2 separate regions of the Arachis hypogaea genome follow, and region 1 is linked to region 2. The links are chromatin contacts, called in public Hi-C maps. All regions are on one chromosome and are shown on one strand. Each heading gives the region's core, a stretch centred on a gene start, on an enhancer-like site or on the middle of the called end of the contact. The rest is flanking DNA. Distances are from core to core; before and after follow the strand shown.

The links. A called contact is a pair of places that touch in the nucleus more often than the background predicts.
Region 1: a contact with region 2 is called in a Hi-C map of leaf, with 2.0 times the contacts expected there. The contact joins the promoter of LOC112796375 here to the promoter of LOC112796371 in region 2. A contact is called at or near these places in 2 of 8 Hi-C or Micro-C datasets (both in leaf).

What each region holds. Positions count from the first base shown.
Region 1 is chr4:15,081,743-15,087,389 of arahy.Tifrunner.gnm2.J5K5, reverse strand. LOC112796375 (COBRA-like protein 7) reads right to left here and starts at 4,316. Exons shown (of 3, transcript XM_025838803.3): 1 at 3,735-4,316; 2 at 2,284-2,665; 3 at 1,019-2,145. The coding sequence starts at 4,260. The coding sequence ends at 1,107.
Region 2 is chr4:14,870,642-14,876,281 of arahy.Tifrunner.gnm2.J5K5, reverse strand. LOC112796371 (protein FAR1-RELATED SEQUENCE 11) reads right to left here and starts at 1,575. Exons shown (of 4, transcript XM_025838800.3): 1 at 1,103-1,575; 2 at 1-374. The coding sequence starts at 313.

The sequences.
Region 1 (5,647 bases), core at 3,067-5,566, 210 kb before region 2:
AACATCTGCTGCATACTGGCGTTGTCAATGATGGGCATTATTTGAAACTGTATCAGCCCACCAAATACTTGTACAGGATTCCTTATAAAATGTTGATCATCTTTTTTGAAATGTGACTTTGTATGTTATCACAAAACTATTTTGCAACTCTACGACTCATGGTGCATGGAATAGCAAATGACAACGGACATTCACAAACAAAAGTCACTCTTTCGTGTGTGTTTTATATAATCTCACTGTTATAATACACTTGCAAGTTGGTAATACCTTCCATAACTTCAACCTCACCTAACTCGACTTTTTTGACACAACTAACTGCCAAAAAATTCAGAATTATGACATATGTGCAAGAAAAAAGAATAGGAAGAGTAGAATTGGAGTGAGGCATTTGAATGAATCCTGCTTTTTATTTATAGACAGGACCCTTGATTAAAATATTTTTTTAAATAAAACGCAACCTACGTTTTGTTTCTTCAAAAGAAAAAAATTGACACAAAAACAAAAACGCAAGCTGCGTTTTGTTATTTCAAAAAAAAAATGACCCTACTAAACGCAGGCTGCATTTGGGCTAAAACGAAATAAAAAAATATTGAAATACTTTAAAAAACTAAAACGCAAACTGCGTTTGTTTAATTTGTCCATAAAATAAAGAATAAAACACAGATTGCGTTTTGGACTGACACTATAATAGTAAAAATTTTTTGCTTATGCCCATTTCATTGCACTACGCTAACGTTTTTTCCATTAGGAAAAAAAATGAGCCTCGTAAGGTACTGCAAAAGGTGTCAATGAGCCGTAGCTCATATGCATATCTCCCCCTCCTCACTTCAAACGTCCCGGGTTTAAATTCTAGCAATTGCAACTAAGAAGAAAAAAATTGGTAAGTGTGTGAGGTGTATGTGGATGTGTTGTGTGGTATCTAGGATTAAAGATTGTCCAATCTAATTGGGGTACCTACAATTGGGGTTGTCTAATCCACCTAACAAAAAAGAAAAGTACTGCAAAGGTCAGTGTCATCTGTGTAAAACAAGAAAAATTATAAATTTCAGTTTAAAGAAATGCAATTTTACAATTCTCTGTACCGAACCAAAAATCAAACAATGCCACTATTGCCACATCCATATGATTGGCAACAACATCAGGAGCAACACGGGAACAAAAGAAAACTCATTCCTGAAACCACTGCTTGGATATACCAAAGGAAGAGAACATTCCTCCCCATTGAAGAATACTTTATTGGGAAATCCATCACCATCTACCACTTTGATTCCAGGAGTATTTTTCTTTCTAAATGAGATCACGGATTGTTGTTTCCCGGGCACCTTCGGATCTTTTTTTGGGTTGGATCCATTTGCTTCGGCTACAAGGAAGTTCAATCCTTCCTTTCCTTGCATGAATATTGTGTTCTTCACTTTGTCTAATGAACTAGCATTGAATGAGTACATTTTCTCAAAACCAGGGGCCGCTTTATCCATTTCCACTGCGACAAACCAGTCTGCGAAATCAGTTTCGCCCCAGTTGAAAAGCGTGATCCTTGCAGTCCAACCTCGCCGGTAATCTGTATTCACATGCCAGTTGATGCTCACACCACAGTTATCACCACAAGGCATAGGATTAGGCACTGATAGATGCTTTCTTTCAGCCCAAGTATGAGCCATTTTTGTTCTATTCTCAAATGGAACAAGAAGTGCCTCCGGGGGAAGCAGCACAGCCGGTTCAGCCACACTGCACGTCCTCTCTGGCTTCGCGGAGCATCCACATGCACATGTTTGGCAGGGAACAACAGATTCATTGAAAAAAGCTGAAAATGAGACACAACATTTGCTTTTTCTTGTGTTCCTTGTTATGTTGCAGAGAATTTGCCAACTTGCAATTGCAGATGTATTTGATGGCAACCCTGTTGGATCCAGAGACTCGCTAGGACTCACCCTAACAGGATTCCCACATTGGTATTCAGGGTTGAGTTCCTCACCACTTATCTTCCAGTTCCTAGGTGGCGCAAGGTGGGAACGATTGATGTTCGGAGGCATCTTGAAGACCTGCATTTGGAACCTTGAAATTGACTTACTAGGATCCATTGTGGGTGGCAACAATGTACCATTTCTGCAGCAAAATGGGACTTTACCAAGTTTTGAATCATTGAACCTATGTTACACAAATACAAGTACAAGCATTAAAGACAATACATACAATACAAGTTTAAAGTAATAGCATTTAATGCAGATACATATGTGTGAGTAAAATAACGATTCAATGAAATATTTGTGCATCGAAGCATCAAACCTTGATGGAGGGAGATCAACTACGGTTGGCCTTCTTTCACAGTTCAACACATCGGCAAAGTCAAGTTCCTTGTAGTACTCACCTTGTGAACCAAAGATACATTCAGAAGAATCAACATTTGATGGATATGCACCTTTCATTGTGTATATGAACTCATCATTGATCCATTCCCAGCTGAGTTTCCAATGGTCAAGACGGCCAATGGAGTTTTTGTTTGAAACTGTGACCTCTGCCCAGTAATTCGAATCATATGTTTTTGTGACATCATAGATTATGCTAAGGTCACCACCTTTCTGAGGGAGTGGGAATTCTTGTTCATCTGTGGGTGTGTTTGTTTTGGAATTGGGATCAACTGTGCAACATGTATGTGTCTCATTGTTACCTGATGACAAAAACCATAAGAAGAGCAGTAAGCATTCTCATGGGCAAAAACGCAAACACTTGGTGGTTGGTGAGAAGGAAAAGGAATATTTCATTTGCTTCCTTTATCATATGTAGTATTAGTATACATTACCCTATGAATCAATGATATTCACACATAAAGTAGAAAAAAGTTAAGACTATATATTTTCCATCAGGAAATTAAGCATTGAATCATCTGAATTGAGAAATAATTTTCATCACAGAACATATATATTAGTAATTCGTCTTTCGAGGTTACAATTCTAATGAACCCCGCAAATAGGGACATTAAAAAAGGACAATTTTGAAATTTTGATTACTACTCGACCAATCTAGTTTTGTTAATCTTTGTATAAAAACACACAACTTAAAAAATTTAAAGGAAAATAAGAAGAAAATGATGGAAGTCTTGAAAATTTTCATTCATGAATATGTTTACGTAAAAATATGAATAGTTTCAATAATTTTAATACAATCTTAACTAAAATCCCTACATTTATACATATACATATACTCTTGTAGTTACGTTTCTATTGTATCGATTTTTTTCCTCTTATTATCAGACTAAGCGTAAAATACATACCCACACAATTGAATTGCACATAATATCTATTATCTAACTAATGCCAAAAAGAAAAAAGAAAAAAAAAATCATGCCTTCATATACAAAAGAAAGATTGATTATACAACACTTAGGAAAAACATGTTGGTCACCTGACATTTCTTAAAAAAAAGTTGACCAGTGTTACTCACTTAATATATTATTCAGTAAAATATAATTAATTTTTATAATTGATGGTAAATGGTTATTTAAAAAGTCAATGTAATTAGATGATGTTTCACACAAAATATATCCGTAAATAAAAATTAAACTCTTAAATATAATTATAGAATAATCAATTTGAATCGAAAGAATCAGTAGTCTATAAAATCGAAGTTGAATGTTCGAATCATATTTTATATATATAATAATTTATTGACTAATAAAAAATTCTTAAATATAGTTGTCTTGATATAATTATAGATTGGAAGGAAGCCTTTAATTTTACCTTGAGAAGTGGGTTTACGACAAATAAAACCATCATTAGAGAGCCTAATGGTGGAAGGCATGGGAACATTGGGTGGCGCCACCCCAAACACCGTCCCCACCATGCCCACCGTTAGCATCATCTGTTTTAAGTCCCCCGCGGTCTCCGCTGCCGTCTTCAAGTCCCTCACCTCGGACCCCTCCAAAACTGTCCCGTTTCCGACGGCAGCAGGGAGCCCTGTGCCGTCCGCCAGCTCCGCGTTCGACGCGGAAACCAGCCACTCCCGGTGCCGGAAACCCACGAACACCTTCCATGACTTCAGATCCTCTAGGCCGTAGTTTAGCACCGTCAGCTCCGACGTGAACCGGTATGGCTGGTCCGCGGTGTCGGACGTGTTCGGCGGCAGGCGGTAGCCGCCCGTGTAAGTGTAAGAAAGGAATATTCCGTTGCAGGAGGAGGCGGCTTGCGGCTGAGAGAGCGATAATGGCGCGGCGGAGATGATGACAAAGATGTAGAAGAAGACATGGTCATGCAAGGCCATGGCCATGGTTACGTATTAGTTTGTTTTTGAAAGTGAGAAGGGTTATAAATATGAGTTAGTTTATTGGAAGATATAACATCATATAGATTTAATAATTAATTTATTTTAATTTTATCCTAAAGTTTTTGCCGTCTTGGAGTGTTTCAAATGAAAGAGCATCATCCCTTGTATGTTTGCTTGTATAGTAAGAATATACTAGTAGTGAATGATGACTATTCAAAGGTTTAAAGTATAGTTTTCAGTTTTGTTAGTTAATTAGACCACCAATATTATACTTTAGATTTAATTTTGATACAGGGGCAAATTAAATAAAGACATATTTATTATATCAAAAATATTTCGTAAACACTAAAATTAATCACAAAAATTAATTATTATATATTTATGTATAAATATATATATTGTTTAACTTATTTTTAATATATATTTTATATTAATTACTAATTTTAATATATATTACTTAACATTATTATTATTGTATAGTATTTTAATTATTTAGTCTTCAGTTGTTTTTTTTAGATTTGCTAAATAAATTGTCTTGGTCGTTTTTCATGAAGACTGGTTTAAGCTACGATGAATTTGGAGTTGATGATGTATGTATTAGTTTTGGATAGACATGGCCAAGGACAATGATGGTTTGGCCATTTGGCTTAGCTAACGTAGTTGAAGTGGTATTTGAGAGTAGGTTGCTAATTATATTAATTGGATTTTACTTATTATTTTAAATTTTAGGTTTAAATATTAAATTCTTATAGAGGGTGATATGACTTTGGTTTGTTGAATTCGGAAGCATTTACGGATTCTTAACGTTGACTTGGTGCTGAGAACAAGTGTGTGTCATGGGAAACACTCCAAAGACAAGGCTCCAATTTAAGTACAAAAAATTTGTTGCCTCTCTGAAATCTTAAAGTATTCCTTTTTCTCTTTCTTTTTTTTTTTTTTTAAAATCAGATCATTTTATTCATAAAACGAAAAAAATATATGTATTTATATATAAAATAAGTAAAAAAAATAAGAGACTCCTAACACTTAATTATAGAAATAACATATAATAATCCAATAAAATAAAATAAAATAAAATAAAATATTTATCAATTAAGAATTAAAAATTTGTTGAAACTCTTTCTATAGTTTCAAAATCGATGCCATATCTCTACCACACTAGTTGATACATTATCAAAAATGAATCTGTTCCTAATTTTTCATAAGGATCGGTTCAAAATCACTATCATCATCCTTTGAGAGGAGCTACTGAGTTTGGTATGTAAGATTCCCATTCTCAAGTTCCACTCAACATAGAAATCAGAGTCTTCGGTGCCCCTTCTAACAGCTAGTAAACCCATTTTTAACCAAATCTCCTTTGATTTCTCACAATGGAAGATGCAACGATTGA
Region 2 (5,640 bases), core at 326-2,825:
AAGGTTTGACCTGGGGGTATCCACCACGATGGCAAGTAAAATCCCTCCTTGTGACTCCGCGACCAACACCGTCCTTCCCTCGAGTGCGGTGTCGCCGAATAGAAAAGCCACACTGCTTAGCAAAACTGCAATAGAATTCATAAGCAGCTTCTTGAGAAACAAATCTCTGACCAATAAAAGGAACAAGGTTGACAGAAGTCTGTCTTGATAAAATTGTTTCCTCTGGTGTTTCCTCAATCGTGCCAATCTCATCCTGAGACAAATCTGTGCAATTCTCGGACGATTCCAGCACCAGACTGGTTCCTTCTGACATTTTGTCCTTTTGTAATAAATAGAAGGATTTTTTTTTTCTGCAGATGTTTAAACCTGAAACGCTAGAAACAAGGAAAAAATCACCTCAAATATGATAACAGACTATTAAATTTCAACACCCCACACAACAATTTTTATCCTTCCAAAACACCCTAAAAACGAATCATCAGACACGTGAAAACCCTCTAACTGAAAAAGCAAGTAAGCAACATAAAGAACATCGAAGTAAAGCACAAAACCCCTTTTTTCTCTCCTTGGGATTAAAAAAAGTGTATCCGATCAAAAGAGAGTCAGCAAAGTGACTGCATTCCTTGTAGAAGGGAACATCACCCTCAGTAGTTTAGTTTAGCCAAGGCACACTTCCAATTGGATGTCAGAACACCCTAAAAACTGATCAAATTCAGTATCTACATTTGACAGGTGTATGGATACCAATGCACATGAAATTCAAGACTTCACCTAAGGCTCAACTTGTTAACTCATAAGGGTTAAATCCTAAAATCCTAAACTTGATTTGGGAATAAGAGCTATCCAGTTAACCAAAGAGTTTCATAACCTTGACAGGTACAAATACCAATATAGGAACTCTCTAAGAGAGTCACTTCACTTGCATTTCTACTTCATTGTCCAAGAATCTCAAATAAGTGTCACACTTAGCTAAAATTATCATCCCCATTTCACACAATTACAATAATAATAATAATAATGATGATGTATTGCAAAAAAGGAATAAACTTTCTAAAAATGAAAAATCTTGAAAAGAGTATGAAAAATGGTTAGGAGATCTAACCAGGTTAGGATCGGTGGCGGGTGGCAGCAGGAGGAAGGGTTAGCAAACTGAGTTCAACGGTCGATAACAAACTCAAAGGTTCTATATGTTTTGCGCTAAAACAATTAATATTAATAACTAATAAATAAAACAAAAGAACGAAGTAGTAAATGAAGATTGAAGTGGCGGGGAGTAGGAGGAGTAAAGCGCATCCCAGGGAGAAGGATAATGATTTGCAAGCACGATAACCTTATCGTGCGCCGCGGGGATGCACACTGCGCATCTAACTTTGCTAAAACCTAACGGTGTAGAACCCATAGTAGTCGGGTCGGGTTTAATCCATTTACCCGTGCCCACTTACACCTCTGCCTAACACAGTAACACTCTTCAACTACTTCAGCCTTCAAAAGTTGCAAACATTTTTTAATTCGAATAAAAAAAAAAAAGAAACGTCCAAAGAAAAAAGGCAATAATAGATGACCAAAATCGTTCCTGATCTCCATGGAATTGTGGATAATGTATTACATATGTACAATCCTAGGCCTGCAATAAAGAACATTTCGATGGTTTAGCCGAAGTTGTTACATTTAACATCTGTTGTTTCTAATGACAAAAATAAAAATAATGAAGTACTATTTTAATCTTTAATATTTAAATTAATTTTTAATTTAATTATTAATATTTTAAATATTTTATTTTTGTTTTAAATAATTTTAAATAAATTTAATATTATTCCACAATTAAATTTAAATAAATAATTAATAGAGTGAATGACATAGATATTAATAATATAATTATTAAGTTATATTCTTTTTTTAATTAAAAAAACACAACCAAATTTTTTTTGTAATATCTTATTTTTTCGATTTTTTTTGGTACAAAATATCCTAAATTTTAGCTATCAATCATTAATGTTCTAGAATTAAAAAAAAAAAGTAATTCTCCACGTACAAGTGATTTTCCATACAAGTCATACAAGTCATTTATAAATACGTCGTTTCACGTTTTTTTTTTGTACCTCTTTTTCTTCTTTTTCTTTCTCCGTACTTCCTCTTCCTCTTCTTCTTCTTTCTCTGTGTCTCTTTTTCTTCTCTTTCTCCCTCTTTTTTTATTGAAATTTCTTCTCCTCTTTTCGTTTTCTCTTTCTCCTTCATCAAAATCACCAGAAAAAACGAAGAAACATTATTCAAGGTACGTTTCTTGCCTTCTCTTTCTCCTTCTTCTTCTTCTTGCTACACGTTCTTCTTCCTCTTCCTGTTCTTCTTCTTCATTTACGTGCTTTTCTCTTTGTTTTCTTTCTTCGTTATTCTCGGTTTCTATTATTTTTTGACATCAAGCTCTGAAAATCGTTTTTGAAGAAGAAGAAGCAGCAGCAGAAGATGAGGAGGAAAAAGAGAAAGAGTTCTGAATTATGCATAAGGTGTACTTTAACAAATTTTGGGTGTATTTCTTAAATTCTTTGGATGTATTTTTGTAATTCTTTGGGTGTATTTCTATAATTCTTTGGGTGTATTGATTTCAAGAAGAAATATACTATCTCTCCCTATATTGGGTGTATTTCTTAAATCCTTTGAGTGTATTTCTGTAATCCTTTGGTTTATTTCTGTAACTGTTTAGGTGTATTTATGTAATCCTTTGGATGTATTTCTATAATCGTTTGGGTGTATTTTTGTAATCATTCGGGTGTATTTCTGAAGTTCCATCATCTTCAAAACAATTTCAAAGCTTGATTTCAGAAACCATGAAAATCGAAAAAAACAGAAAGAGATCGGAGGTAAAGAGAGAACGCTTTTCTATACAAATCATACAAGTCATTTATATTCACGCTTCTTCTGTAACGCATGTGTTAGGCCCAACTCTTCTTCTTCTTCTTCTTCTTCTTCTTCTTCTTCTTCTTCTTCTTCTTCTTCTTCTTCTTCTTCTTCTTCTTCTTCTTCTTCTTCTTAACGCACGTGCTAGGCCTAACTTGTAAGACATGTAAACAAAAATGACTTGTATGTGTAGCACTCCTCTAAAAAAAAAATTGTTACGTTGGTGACCGTTAGTATTTTACTTAGAATAAAGCTCTACATCCAAACAAAATACTTAACCAAGTCTAACCAAATTATAACAACTTTTCAAATCACGCGCCTCCTTCTTTTTTTCTTTTTCTTTTTCCTTCTCCTTTTCTTCCTTCTTCCCCAATGTTATTCTTTTATTCTTTAAGTAATTTTTTAATTGTTTGTTCAAATCTAAATCGAATTCGGTTCATTTGTGAATTGAGTTACTACTTTTAAGTATTCACTAAATCTGTTATTTCTTAAGAAATTCGATTCATCTCTTAGTTTAATTGAGTTCATTTGCATGCAGAAATGAATTGAAATGTACTTTTCTTACTGATTGAATGTTTATCACTTTTTATTCAAATCTGAATTGAATTTGGTTCATTTGTGAATTGAGTTAGGTTCACTTGATACTACTGTTAACTATTCACCAAATTTGTATCAAATTTGATTCATTTCTGAATCTAAATGAACCTCAATTAAAAGGAGGAAAAGAAAAAATGCAGTAACAATAGCAACAATAAAAGAATGATGATTGAGAGAAGAAGAATGCGAAGACGAGAAAGGAGGAAAGCGAAGAAGAAGGAAGAATGCGAAGACCAAGACAAAGAAGTGTTATTGAAACGCGCGTGTGTACACACTGGTGTAATGAAAGTGATTTTTGTTGAATTTGGGCCTTCTTAGTTGGACTTGGATATAAAAATGTTTGGATGTGTAATTTTTTTTTCCAAGGCAATAGATGCATTTCATTCAAATAAAGAAAAGAAATACAAATGTCCAAAATCGGACAGTCACAGGCAAAAGAGGGATGGCTTCCCAATTATAATTGAAACTCAAATAAGAAAGAGTGAGAGCTAAGCGAGAAATTAGGGTCCAGAAATTTTTTACAAGAATTCATCAATTGAATATTCAGCTACCTTCCAGATCTCTTCTGGTGTCAATACCTTACCTTCAAAAATCCATTTGTTGCAGCTAGTCCATATGCTCCAGATCAAGCACGCTACCAAGCTTCTTCGTTTCCTTCGATGGCTATCACCATTTGTTCTGTCAAGTATCATCTTCCACCATTTGCAAAACAGATTATTGTTGTCTTTCTCTTTCGGGTCAGCTGCTGGAATTTGGGCTAGGTTCCAAACTTGTCTTGAATGAATACAGGTAAGTAAATAGTGGTTGACTGTTTTTTCGTGTTGGTCACACTGTGGGCATGTGCTGATTATGTTTGGAATCCTTGTATTTAACTTTTTTCTAACAGGGAGGCCTTCGTGCAAAGCTTTCTATAGCAGAACCTTCATCTTCATTGGGCATTTGAGGTCCCAAAGTGCTTATCAGATTCGCTTATCTCGAAAATATGCTGGCATCATTTCAGTTGGGGCATGGAAGAAATGGAACCCCACCTTATATCCCGATTTCACAGTGTAAGTCCCTTTTTTCTCTTTATTCCATTTGATCTTGTCTTCCCCTGCATGAATTTGTGCTTGTATGATGGCATGTGCAATTTTTGGCTGAAAATTGCTAGATGTTTAGTTAGACTGTTTTACTTATGCTCTAAAATCAAATGATATTAATTCTTTAATAGATTAATTGTTCAGATCAAATTTAACGGTGAGACAACATTCAATTATTTTAAAAATTTTTGAAACTAAAATAAGACATTTAAAATTTATTAAAAATTAAAATAAAAATTTGAAATGTTAAAGCTAAATTAACACTTGGTCCAAATATTAGAAACAAAAATAATACTTTACCAAAAAAAATTATTCACATAACGTGAAATAATAGTTAAAATGTTTACATATAACTAACTTGAATTGACCTAGTATTATTTCTCTTTGATAAAGTGTTAAAAATTTGAATTTTGTCGTATACATGTTGTTCATACCCTGGCCCAATGATAAAGGCCCAGGTCCAAGTAGAAAGGCCTAATCCGAAGAATTAAGCCTAGCTAAGCGCCAACCTTCATATAAGAAGTCGGTGTCGACTACGACTTACTGCGAAGAAGTCGGACATGAGGTTAGCTGGCGGATAAACACTCATTTAAATGAGTAACCGCCCCAAAAATCTCTCTAACCGCTTCATCGAGCCATATCTCAACCTCCCTAAGATAGAGGGACGGTTAACACCCAAAAGATACGGCACTACTCCAACGGTGGTTATTGGCTCACCACTATAAATACACTGACACCCCTCAGGTATCTCTAAGCCCAATACTCTCTAGACCTGCTAACACCCTTGCTAACTTAGGCATCGGAGTGTCTTTGCAGGTACCACCCCCCATTCACTCACACACACAAGTCGGAAGGAAGCTCCGGCGTGCGAACCAGCTCGGAGACTACCATCTGCGGGTGATTGGGCCAACAAACGTCATCTATTCTACTAATCTCCGGTTACCCACCGTAACATTGGCGCCGTTGTCGGGGACCCGAGAGATCATCCATCGATGGCGGACAGATCCCACGAAGAAGGCCATATGGAGACAGATTCTGAACAAGAGAATCTGGACACAGGCAATAACGATGT